2 separate regions of the Cricetulus griseus genome follow, and region 1 is linked to region 2. The links are chromatin contacts, called in public Hi-C maps. All regions are on one chromosome and are shown on one strand. Each heading gives the region's core, a stretch centred on a gene start, on an enhancer-like site or on the middle of the called end of the contact. The rest is flanking DNA. Distances are from core to core; before and after follow the strand shown.

Region 1 (6,475 bases), core at 2,676-5,175, 130 kb after region 2:
AGATGCTCTGGGTGGGGTCATGTGCACAATGAACAACATACCTTTAGCACTTTATCCACCTCCTGTTTGCTTAGCTCTTCTCCACATTCCTGAGTCAGCCGAGACTGTATCATGTTCCGACGTACTCGGTAATTTTTGGAAAATATTTCAAGCAAAACCTGTCGATGCTTTAATAGAAAAAGGAAAAAAAAAAAAGTGTTAGTATAAGAAATAGTATCCAAATGTGAACTATACAAAATGATGGCCCTAACCCCACCTTGCAGTGTCTGGCAAGTCTGCATGCTCATCACTGCTCCAGATTGCAGTCTGGACATACAGAAATTAAGGAAGCAGAAAAAAAAAAAAAAAAAAAAAAAAAAAACCCAGTTTAAACTGGTTGGGGGAAAGACATTCTAATTGGTTCAAAGTCTTGACAAACACTGAATCCAGGAAACTGAAAATGCATTATATCCCTAAAGAAAAATTAAATAGCATGGAGGATAAATGAGATCCTCCCTGAAGTATAAAGTTTTAAATGAAAAAATACTGCCAATGTGGTGACTCACACCTATAATCCCTGCTAAGGAAGGAGGAGCAATATGAGTTCAAGGCCAGCTTGGGCTAGAGTAAAAAACTCTTGTCTCAAAAAATAAGACAGCATCAAGTATATTTAATATCTCAAATTTCTATAAGGAAAAAATAAGGTAAAGGAATTTATCAGCCTATAGGATTCTCTAAAAACCCAACTGTCTTGCATAAAGAATTCAGAAAGCATAGATGTTCCACTAATACACAGAATAAATAATATAAAACTTTCCAGTTTGCAGTGAAGGGAAGAACATGGCTTATAGACCTCACAAGAAGAATGAAGGAATGCACTCCAGCATGAGCACACCAGGTCCTGTGCCTTAGGACAATGGGGACTAAAACAGCTACAGCTGTAGCCATTGCCTCTGAGGACAAGTGGGTTCGGCAGAAGTGAAGTTAGCTTCCCCATAAAGATTTTTGGTCTTGAGTTTTATTTTGATTTTAAATTGACTTACTACTTTATGTCCTTAGTTATTCAAGAAGCTTAAGTAGAGAAGCCTGAAGCTACCTTTCCTGGGCAAGAGCACAGGGTCATTTCAGGAGTCCTGGTGGAAGCTAAGACCCACACCCACTCTTGCTCTCAGCCTTCCTGTCCCCTCTGCAGGTAAAAGGGAAGGAGACTTCAGCAGGGTCTACTCCTTGTCTTAGCCTAACTGATACTTCTGCTTTAAAAAAAAAAAAAAAAGGGCCGGAGAGATGGCTCGGTTAAAAGCACTGCTGGTTTTCCAGAGGACCTGGATTCAATCCCCAGCCACCTACATGGCAGTTTGTAACAGTCTGTAACTCCAGTTCCAGGGGATCTGATATTAAACACCAATGTACATACAGTTAAATTATTTTTAAAAACAAAACAAAACCAACAAAAAACAACCTTGGAGTCCAGGCAAATTAATGATTTAAAAGCATCCCAGAACTGCATGACACAAACACAAGAGACCTGGTACCCTCTTGTGGCTAACCAAAACAACCTGATTCCTGCTGTCAGAGGCCACTGAGAACTGACTCCGGACCTGGTTTGCAGGCCTTCCTCACTTGTCTATTCCCATGGAAGCTCTGCAGAAACTTCATATAATGAGGCCACTATACTCTGGAAACCAGTTATCTTTCCAAAGGTGATTCTGTTTTGATACAGCAGACTCCCCTGCCTCCCCCCAACCCCCACCAAATTCAGGTTCAAACCACTGGTACAATCTGCCTGCCTTGGGAGGTGTGGAGTGACTGGAGAACTTGTGGTGTCCATATATACTCCATTGCCCAGTTCCTAAAGGCCTCAAACTTCCAGAACTCCCACTCTTTAGAAAGATGACAAAAACCAACAACAAAAAAAGGCACCTCACCTGGTCACTCATGTCTCCAGACTCCCAGAGGGCAAATACCTTCTGCTCATCCGGAGAAGCAGCAGTCTGTGGGGGAAACTGGCCCAAGCATGAGTTGGTCATTTTTCTGTCTCATAAACCCACTGCCCTGGCCACTTTACCTAGCCTGCAGCCCAGTACTAAGAAAGTGTGGTACACCTAGTTCCTCCCTCTCAGTGGTGCTGGTGAAAGGACTCAGATACCTGTAAACAACAGGGGTCTGGGATGGCATTAGTGGAATGCTGCCCTGGGTGTCCCCCTGGGCTTATGCTCTGAAGCCCCCTTTCCCTATCTCTCCTTAGGGCTTCTGTGCAGCTGTTTCCCACAAGAACAGCATAAGAAGTGTTGCTCCAGCCAGACCTTGCCAGACTCCCAAGCCTTTCATGCCATTAGCTTTGGGGTCAACCACAAGAGGATGACACAACCCCTGGTACCTGGAAAGGAGGTCAGGGAAGAGACCAACATTGTGGGCTCCAGTCTGTCCTCTGCCTGACAGGGGACTTGATGTGACCTCACCTGATCATGGGAAACCGAGCAGCACTGAGGTGTCACCCTGCCCATTTGCCAAAAGGAAAAGCAAGTTCAGAGCCATTCACTCACTATCTACAGTCACTCAGTTCACACATTAAACCTGAGTCTGGAAGCTTACTTGCTCTCCCTAAGCCTCATCTCCTTTGTATGAAAAAAACAGAAGGCAAAATGACTCAGGCCTTTTTGTCTTGAGCATGCTATGAATGTGGTCCCTGAGTCAAAGTGCTCCAGATAGGGCTCTCGGTGTCCTCTAGATGCCAGCACTTCCGAGAGGAAGGAGACAGAGTAGCTTCTGGGGTGGGCAGGGAAGAGCACATCCACAGCGGATTCCTCACCCTCGGTCCCCGACAACCCAGGCAACCTCCCTCCCGTACACAGAAAAGTAGGCCTGCAGATCTCAGAAAGGAGGCTCCGCTGGTATACAGAGGTAAGGGCCTTGGACTGAGCAACATCCTAGGCCACAAGTGCATATGAGCTTGGTGCTACACATGGCATACTCCCTTCTACTTAAGAGCCAGCACAGCTGCCCCCACCTTCCAATTTCCCCCATTTGCTTCCCAGACTGGACAAAGCCTAGGAAAGAGTCTTAACAGCTTCTCTCAGGCCATCGCCAGGTACTTCTTTCCCAAAAAAAGGCAACAGTCTCCTGCTGCCACTGTGGAGCCTATTCCATGGGCAGGAAAGAACTGCAGTAGAAGTGGCTCGTTCCACCATCAGCATGCTTAGTGCCAGAAATGTGAAGAGGCCAGAGCATATGGTCAACTGGCCTGAAAGTCAGGGAAGTCACCAAGCCCCAAGCTGTGGGGACATGCTCAGCTGAACTCTGTGAAAGCAGAACAGATAGAGCCTCCACACTAAGGTTCAAATTCTACCTGTACCAAACGTGTCCTAGGAACTAATTATCAACCAGGTACAGGACTTATATTTACTGAGGCCTTGGTAGATTAGTCAGGGCTCTTAGCTATCTCTTTCCTATGGTAGAAAAACCAACACACCCACCAGATGAGGACAGGGAGTCCCGAGGGCTCACAAAGCCATCTGATGAGCATAACATACACCCTATCCGAATGCAGCCAGCTGGGGCTGTTGCCAAGGCACACAGGTGTCTTCCCATGTGTCTTGATTTCTAAGAAGGTACATGTAGACGGCCCAGCTGCCCTTCTAAAGGGCTGTGAGTGACTATCTGTCTTTCCTGGCAGGCACAGGCTTTACTTACAGGCACCAGTATCTGCTTGCAGCCAGCGGCCAGCACCGTATCCTGTAGCATGCGGTCAGAGATGCCGCTGAAGAGTGTGTGGCCCGGGGGCAGGCCTGCCAGGTGCAAGTTAAAGAGGCGCTTGAGTTCGCTCAGCGTGAGCACAAACTGTCTCTGAAAAGTGGCTTCCACGAACGCCTTCAGTTCCTGGGCCACCGGGTTGCTGGCACAGCCTGGTATTGGGTGCCCATTTAGGCTATCCCCACCCACTGCCCGCCCAGCAGGCAGCCCGTTGGCCAACTTGGTGCTGAGGCAGCTACTGGGTGCAGTGTCCATGGGCTCCTCCTCCTCAGCCTCCAGCTCTTCCCCATCTGCTTCCTCCTCACTCAGAGGTTCTTCCTTAATCTGCACACTGGGAAGGACTGTAGCTGCCCGCATCTGTTCCTTCCGTCGCTGCAGCTCTCGCTCCAGGAAGGCATGGTTCTGCTGGGCCTTGGTTTTGGCTGTTTGGACCCGCTGTTCCCCAGAGACCAGCCCAGCAGGCCCTGTGTGGAGAGACAGTACGGTTCAGAAGAGCACAGGTCCCAGGCAAACAAACTCATGGAAACAGAGGCCAAGCATGGGGCACAAAGACAGCTCCTAAAGCAAGGAATCAAGTGCTGTCTTCCACCTTCCTTGATGAGGTGGAACTCTGCTACCTAATACTGAAGAAGGTGTCAAACTGGGCACACCAGAATTAGAGCCCTGTTGAATACCTGCTAGCAGCTCCTGTCACACCACCTGCTGAGACAACAGGTCTCACAATCCACTCTGCCCCAAGGACACAGCCCCTCTTGGGGTGGAGGCTGGCCTGCTAGACAAGCATTAGACTAACGGTGAGGGGAGGGGTGGAGGTAGAAGGGAGGACAGCACAGCCCTTCTTTGGGCCTGATCCCTGAAAAGGGCCCCTTTTGGGTCAGGGAGCCTACCCAGCCTGAAGCCACACACCTGATTGTCCATCCGGCTTCTTTGGCATGGTTTCTTTTACGAGATTATAGACTTTTTCTAATCTGAAAAAAAGAACAAACCCTTTAAACTCTAACCTATACATTGTACTGCCTGCTTCGCCATAGCAACAAGCCCCCAAGTCCAGGATACTGGGTCACCAAAACACTATGCACACAGGCCTTCTCTCCAAGCTCTCCAATTGCACACATGCTCCTAGCAACCATCCCATCTTTCTTGCTAGGCTATGTGCCTCTCTCCTCTCTAGCCCCTCAACACAGCAGCTCTGACAAGCAGAGAGTGTGGCTGCCACCAGCCCTGTACTGGGAGGACTTTATGAAGTAGTCACTTATGAAATCCATCTTTGTGGAAAGCAGCGTAGAAGTGCACACAGCCCTGTCCCAAGTGTCCCTCACTGCCCAGATCCAGGCCAACTGCGCTGTTTCCAGGAGGCAGGTCCAGGGCCGCCTACTACACCTTTCATGCTACCCCACAAGCTCTTACTTAGCCTGGATGCCCGACCACAGCATGTGCTGCCGCTGGACCACATCTGGATGCTTCTTGATAAACTCCAGGTCGTAAGGCAGTAAGAACTCCCAGCCTTTGTTGATCCTCACTACAGCCATGTGCTCCAGAAAGTCCTTCACATCTTCAGCGCAAAGCTGAAGGGGAGGAGAGTGTAAGGCATCACCAGCCCCAAGCATCCCCCTGTAGCAAGCCCTGGGGGCTAGGGTCATGAAGAGCACCACTTACTTTGGTCACTGCTGCCACCTCCTTCCTCACCACCCACCGGCTCTGTGTGAACTTCCACATCTGAAGAAGAAAATCATGTTCTAGGAGGCAACAACAGGCCTGAAAGAGGTCTGGACAAGGGTGTAGAGGAGGCCCAGAGCTTGGGCAGAAGGCCAACAAATAGGGTTCCTACCCTGCTCTTCTTAATATGTGCCTTGGGGAGCCTCTTTGCCATACCCAGTTTCAGCCTTTACAGATATGTTCTGTCCTTCAGGATGTCTGGGTCACCCCATCCCACCCAAAACAAAGTGTTCAATGGACAAGGCCTTGCTCACCTGGTTCACTATTGCATCCACAGGGCCCCCTAAGAGTGTCATGAGGACTCAGCAACAAGGTGCTGCCCCATGCATGGCAACATTCCACTGTGGCAGCTGCTGACAGTTGGCATGGCTTCCCATAGCTCAGGCTCCCTCCAACTCTGCCTCATCAGCTGTCTTGTCCCTGATCTACTTCACAGGAGTCTTAAGAGAGCCAAGAGGAAAGGATGACTGCTTGTCATCTATAGTGGCATGTCTTACACAGGCCTAGCAGGCTCCCACACAGTGGTATGTGCCCACCAAAAGCAAAGGGCACCTGTGCATGAGTGAATGATGCCAGGTGGGAGCAGCATTTTCATATCCCAGATCAAACATACTGCTGACCCCCTTCAACACTAATTTCCCCCAAAAGCCAAGACTATCTAATCAGAAGAGCCAGCACAGCTGTCTTCAAACTAAGGGCTGGTTCCTTTCATCACAAGCCTGTGCATGAGCACAAGGGTCATCGTGGATAGACCTAAGCAGCCACATTCAGCAGTTCGCAGTGTAAATGCCAAGGTTCAGGGGGCAGTACAGACTCCAGAGACATGAGCTTGAGACCTTGGGAGGGACTTAAGCTTTGGATATAAACAGGGCAGAGAGGAAAGAGGGATGAGCTAGCTCAGAAGTCACAAACTCCAGACATGTAATAAGGAAGAAGTGCCAGTCTATGGTAAAAAGGGAACTACTGGGCCCATCCAAAGTAGGTGTTGGGCTGGGCTATGGATCCAATGCCGCCAGTCAATCATTCATGG
Region 2 (6,105 bases), core at 3,474-5,973:
CCATCAAACAGGAGCATTAGGACCCCCTAGATGAGAGCTAAATCAGCTAAGAACTCTTATTTTTAGAAACCTAGAACTAGTCCCAAGTCAGTTTACTTTTTTAAATAATTCAAAATTAAGACACTACTAAATTTTTAGAACTCCAACCTAGAAGGTAGACAGATAAAGCAAAATGTGATATAGCTGCAATCTGTGAGTCTCTATAAGCACTGTTCACAGCCGTAGTGACTACCTATTAGTTACAAGAGACCTCAGAATTCCATATCACAGGACTGCAATTTCAGGGTGGATTTTTCCCCCATTTACATCAGAAGTATTTCTTCAGGTGGATACAATATAAACTTCTTCCATCGTGTTTTGTGTGTGTTCCTGTGTGTTTGGGTGTGAAGTACCTTGTATGTCCTGAGGTCCGAAGCTGATTGCTGGTAGCTTCAATTGTACTCCACTTTATAATCTGAGGCCGGGTCTCTCACTGAATCTGGAGCTTACATGGGGGAGCCATCTTGCTCCAACGATGGCTGACTCCCACATGCTAGGACTCCAAGGTCTTCATGACTCCCTGGGGATCTAAGTTCCAGTCTTCACGCTGGTTCAACATTTATTCAATCCACTGTATCTTTGATACATGGACTGTGAGTCTGTGAGCATTCTGGTTTCTTCAAGCCAATCAGAAGCCCTAGTTTGTGCTCTGTGGTGTCAACACCTAACTTCTATACAATGTAAATGACTGGGAACAACTCAGTTTCACTCATTTCCCAGCCAAGCTTGTTTCCTGTTGCAAGGTGGCTACACAAAACAAACAAACAAACAAAGCCAGCTGACAGTTCAAACAGGATGGTGGAAAATACAGTGTAGGTTTTAATGACCTCATCCAAGGGGGAAATGACTACAGACATTGTGTCCTCTTCCCCTCCCTTCTCTGTAATCAGTGCTCTCAACACTCCAGGGGTTTTGAATGCAGGTGCAGGGCACCAGGAATCCCAGGTGCCAGTTGTGTTTCCTTTCTCCACTCACCTTTAGGGTCAACTGGCAAGCCTGCCTGACCATAGATGGAGCTCTTGGTTTCTCAGACACAACCTTAACTGGATCTGAAGCACTTATGCCAGGAATGGTGCACACAAGGCAGCATTATTATTCTTGCAGAGAACAGCAAGATTCTATGGCAGGTGAACCATTGCCAGTCAGTAAGCAACACTGCCATCTAGTGGCCAACGGTGACAAAGTGCGAAGACTTCCCAGCCCAGATTGCAAATAAGAACACATCTGGTTTCCAAGCCAAAAAAAAAACCCAGCATTTCAAATAAACTGGTCTTCAGAGAACCTCAGATTTTTTGTAATTGTCCTTAGAATGCATAAATGCTCTTTCTGCTTTTCTGTGGTCTTTTTCAAGAGACCTCAACTTCACCCTTCCCTGGTTTGGCAAGATTTAACAGCAGTCCCTAATGATGCCAGCTAAAGCAGTAAGTCCCCACTGCAAAATAAGTATGTTAGGGTTGTTCTGCTCCTCCATTTCACATGTACCTCGTGTCCTGAAAAATAAAATCACTAGAACACACCACTAATGATCTGCATCAGCCATTTGCATGACCCCTCTTATGACTACACAGTAGCAGTGGAGGGCTGCTGAGGTAGGGATGTGGAGGTGCTGTTCCTAATTACACTCTATGGCCCTTTCACCCAGGTGTTGTCATTAAATGTGACTTCACAATTTCTGTGTAAATGTGACTAGTTAGTGAACACCTGGGCAATACATTGTGACTACACACACTTCAGACATTGCTGTGACCGCTGTAAGCAGTCTGCTCTTTGGAATATCCACAATGGTACTGATCTTGCTAATGAGGTCTCCTCTATCACCATGTTTCTGGGTTTCCTGGAGGCACGCCTGCATTCTAGCACTCGTCTGCTATGGTCTTCAGCAAACATACATATTCTTGGCAAATACAAAACTCAGTTAAAGACTTGGGGATAGGCCAAGATCTGGGAATGAGGCATATGAGGAAGAGGAAGAAGTCCAATAAAGACACTTTAGGCTGTATCCTGTGTCAGTCAATTTGATGGAATGCTTCAATCCTAAGGACAAAAGGTAGTCTATGAAAACAGCTGTGGGAAGGGCTAGCCAGAAGCAGATGTTTCACCAACCCTGACTGAGGGTGGTACTTCCTGTATCTGATTGAAGCCAGTCATTCTATGGATGTCAAAACTGCCTGAGGTTCTCCACAGCACATTCTCCACATGCCCAAACCAAAGCTGGCCTTCCCCCCTCAGCTCAGCCCGCATGCTTCAAACCAGGCTCCTGATGGGCATTCCTGAGGCCAAAACCACACAGAATATAACATGGTGCCAAAGTCATCTCCAAAAACGTTTATTAGCATGATTAAAAACATTTTTTGAATAGTAACAGAAGGAGTTTCTAAACATGAAAGAGTTATCAGTGGCTCTACCTTATAACCAATATTTGGAATTCAATGGACAGCTTTATTGCCAGTCTTCATTTATTAAAAACAATCCATTTATCAGTTCCATGACATCATGACTATTGCTTTGTCTGGGAATGAGTCCCTACAGCAATTAAGTATAAAAAATATCTTCCATCATAATTGGAGAGTGACCTGCATTGGAGCTTGACTCTGAGTAAAGAGTTGATTAAAAATACACAAAGAGTTGGCGTTTTGTTTTTAAAAACACTCCTTTACACACTACAAAGAAAGAATTAGTATTTTGGCTTTTAAAATTCCTACACGATACTGAGAATGGCAGCCCCCAGAGGCAGTCCCCCTCACATCACTGCACACAGCCCCTCTTCTGGAGGGCAGATTCCAGGGTGGACTCTGAAGGCTTAGGCCTCCATATGTCTACACTGGTCTGAGAACAAAGACAGCGTCATCCAGAACGTAGTAGTCATTGTACATGTCTCCTTCACACAGGTATGGCAGTCTAGTGAAAGCTTCGATGACAAAGCCAGCTTTCCTGAACACTTCAGGCAGGCTATTCACTTGTTCTTCCCAGTTCTGTCCCTTGATTTCCAAAATTTCTGATGGTTTCTCCCACTTGCCACCTACTGAAACAAATAAAAACATAAAGTTAAATCCTTGAACAAATAATTCACTGAAAGAGGGAAGGGAAGGGAAAGCTAGTGTTCCAGGTACTGAATGCCTTGAATTTGCCATTTCTGAACAGTTCCCCACACTCTTCAATGGAGGTGGACACAGCCTGGAAGGAGTGACAGAACTTGCCAACAGTGATGCTCCCAGGCTGTCTGCATCCAGAACCTACACTGATGGAGCTTCTTTTATGGCTCAGAAAACTAGCCAGTAAATACTCAAACACAGATTCAGAGAGTAACTGCTAGTATTTGAAAGGGGGTTTTGCTCAATACAGGGAATCATGCATAGAGAACACTTATTCAACTTCCAGCCTAGAGTGTTACCTGGATGAAAATTAAAACAGGCTCATGAGAATTTCTTTTTTCTGATTTTTCAAGACAGGGTTTCCATGTGTAGGTTTGTAGACCAGGCTGGCCTCAAACTCACAGAGACCTGCCTGCCTCTGCCTCCCGAGTGCTGGGACTAAAGGCACACGTGTGCCACCATCGTCCAGCCTTTCATGAGGAATTTTAATTCACAGAAACACATACGCTTTTCAAGAGAAGCTGACCCATTCCCTAAGTCACGGTCAATCACTTCCAAACTATAAGCACTAGGAGCCTGGGGTATGAAAAGCAGGCAAGGTCACATTCTCCTGCTGTAGAATATTATTTTAACAAATGTGTTACATTTGTTTATGCTGTGGAACATTTGTTTAATAATGCAAGGTGTGTTGCATTCTTTCATATTGTATTTCTTTAACTCTGTGAAGCTATGTTACTTTGCCTGTCTATAACACCTGACTGGTCTAATAAAGAGCTGAACAGCCAATAATAACAAGGCAGGAGAAAGGATAGGCAGGGCTGGCAGGCAGAGAGAATAAATAGGAGAAATCTGGGAAGAAATGGATCTAAGAACCAGAAAAGAAGGAGGGTGCCAGGGGCCAGGCACGAAGCTACACAGCCAGACAGAGAGTAAGAAGGAAAGAAAAGGGATACAGAGGCAAAAGATAAACAGGATAATTAAAGAAAAGCTGGCTGGAAACAAGCCAAACTAAGGCTGGGCATTTATAAGAAAGAATAAGCCTATATGTGCATGTATTTTGGAGCTGGTAGCAAGCCCCCCAAAAGAGCCAAAGAATGAAGAGTAATAAAAAACTAACAACATTCTCTTACAAGCCACACCCTGACTATACACAGACAAAACCAAGAATATATTTGAATGTAGGGTGCTTTTAGAGGCTATGGTGATAGGCTGCTAAATTCAGAGTGAGGCTTCTGATGCTAAAGAGATTTACAACCAGCAGGTTACTAGAGCACACAGGATACTGGGGGAAAGACTATGCACTCTTTTCAGTGGCCAGCACTGCATTCTGTGTCTGGGGAGTTAATCCTTAGTGGGAGGGGAAGCTGATTTTCTGGCTTTCCTTGCATCAGGGGACTAGTGCAATACCTTGGCCTGCTGCCAAAACTGGAATGAAGATCTGGTGACCCAGAAGAACAGGAGGTGTTTGCTAAGTGCAGGCACTGAATCAAATGGCTAGGGAGGTGGGCTGATGAGTGGGTGTTAACGACAAGAGTTTGCAACACTCAGGGCCTGAGATAGCAGCCCGGCATCACATCAGTTTCACAGGATGACTCAAGCTGTTCCTGACTTAGGGTTCACATGGTTCTCCAGGCCTTCCAAAACTCCAGGAGCCATCCCAAATCGTGTTAGCAGATCAGCCTGAGTCAGTTCCTGCCACTTACAAAGAACTCTGACTGACAGAGGCTGAGTGTGTGTGTGGTGGCAGTGAGGGGGCTATATGTGACTCAGACCCTGAGCAGGGACCAGGGGCATACCCATTTTGCTTGTTGACACTAAGGGGTCTTTGAATTAAAGCCAGGTGGGCATTTTTAACAGTAGCTGAGCACTTCTTCACCAGGCGAGGATGCACTGGCCACTAGTTTTTCTCCCAGGCCAACAGGAAACATAGCCTGTGGCTGCTCAGGTCTAGCAATTTCTGGCTCTGAGAGGCACTCCACAGAGGACCACAGCAGCCAACAAGAGCACTCTGAAAATGCCAGGCATTGCCTGAGGATCACATGACTTCCTGGAACACGGCTGGGTGTAAAGCAAACCTCCACACAGATCATCAAATGCCTGTGAGAAATTCTAATATACACACAGGTTTAGAAAAACTCCAGACTGAAATCTCAACTTTAAATGGTGAAAACTTGTTACAAACCATGCTTACACAATTTCTAAAAGTTCCTGCTTGTGCTTCCTTAATAAGAGTTCCTCTTTACTTCTTCCTTTCTGAAAAGAAAGGAGGAAAAGGAAGGCCAACCTCTTGAGTACATGCAGAGTGATAGGCCCTGTGGGCACAAGCAAGATGGGCCTCCGGCTGGAAGTCAGTCTGATCCTGTTTCATGTCGGTAAGGAGGATTTTTCCTTTTCTCTACTTCATTTCAATGAATTGCTGCTTCCTGATTAATATATGTATACTTTAAGTCCTTACCAAATAATTGAAAATGTCTAGCACTACAGTATGGGGGTGGGGTTTCTTCTTTCCCAGAGCTGAAGGAAGGTTCCCTACTACCCTCGACGAGCCCTTTGCTGTTGTGCTGCTTTGAGCACACCTCACCAGACAGGATCTGCTCAGGACCACATATGCTAACAATTCAATTCTGACACAGGCAAGCTTGCTCTGGGCTAGTGCACACTGCACTAGATTTTCGTAATACTTTCTTCCATAGGACAATGTTTCTAAAGGCTAAAAAGAACTTAGTTTTAAAGCTACTGTAACTTATTCTAGAGAAAAGCCACCCCATAATATAACTAATCTTCAGACACTGCCTGTTCTAGCTCTATAAAAGTTATTTCTCTCATCATAGTTGTAAATAATCTCTGATTTACCCACAAAATCGGACTGCAAGGAAAGAAATGGAGCAAAAGCTCTTGAAATTAATTTTTTTTTCCCATCTGTAAAGGTAGGTCTATAGTCCAGCAGTGAGCCACTTGCCTAGCATATGGAAGG

The links. Hi-C and Micro-C count contacts between places; a contact is called where the count stands out from the background.
Region 1: a contact with region 2 is called in a Hi-C map of the CHL-YN cell line, with 2.5 times the contacts expected there. The contact joins the enhancer-like site here to the promoter of Igsf6 in region 2. A contact is called at or near these places in 3 of 8 Hi-C or Micro-C datasets (the CHL-YN cell line, the CHO-K1 cell line and liver).

The regions. Positions count from the first base shown.
Region 1 is chr3:79,711,661-79,718,135 of CriGri-PICRH-1.0, forward strand. Polr3e (DNA-directed RNA polymerase III subunit RPC5) reads right to left here. Exons shown (of 21, transcript XM_027410235.2): 15 at 5,386-5,445; 16 at 5,137-5,294; 17 at 4,636-4,697; 18 at 3,670-4,193; 19 at 1,905-1,982; 20 at 42-167. Among named protein-coding and RNA genes, the nearest start is that of Polr3e, 24 kb to the right of the region's middle. Within about 2 kb of position 3,926, at least 1 of the 6 cell types and tissues checked has open chromatin away from gene starts, as enhancers often do.
Region 2 is chr3:79,585,841-79,591,945 of CriGri-PICRH-1.0, forward strand. Igsf6 (immunoglobulin superfamily member 6) reads left to right here and starts at 4,724. Exons shown (of 6, transcript XM_027410242.2): 1 at 4,724-5,503. The coding sequence starts at 5,461. Mettl9 (methyltransferase-like protein 9) reads right to left here. Exons shown (of 5, transcript XM_027410239.2): 5 at 2,350-3,058. The coding sequence ends at 2,856.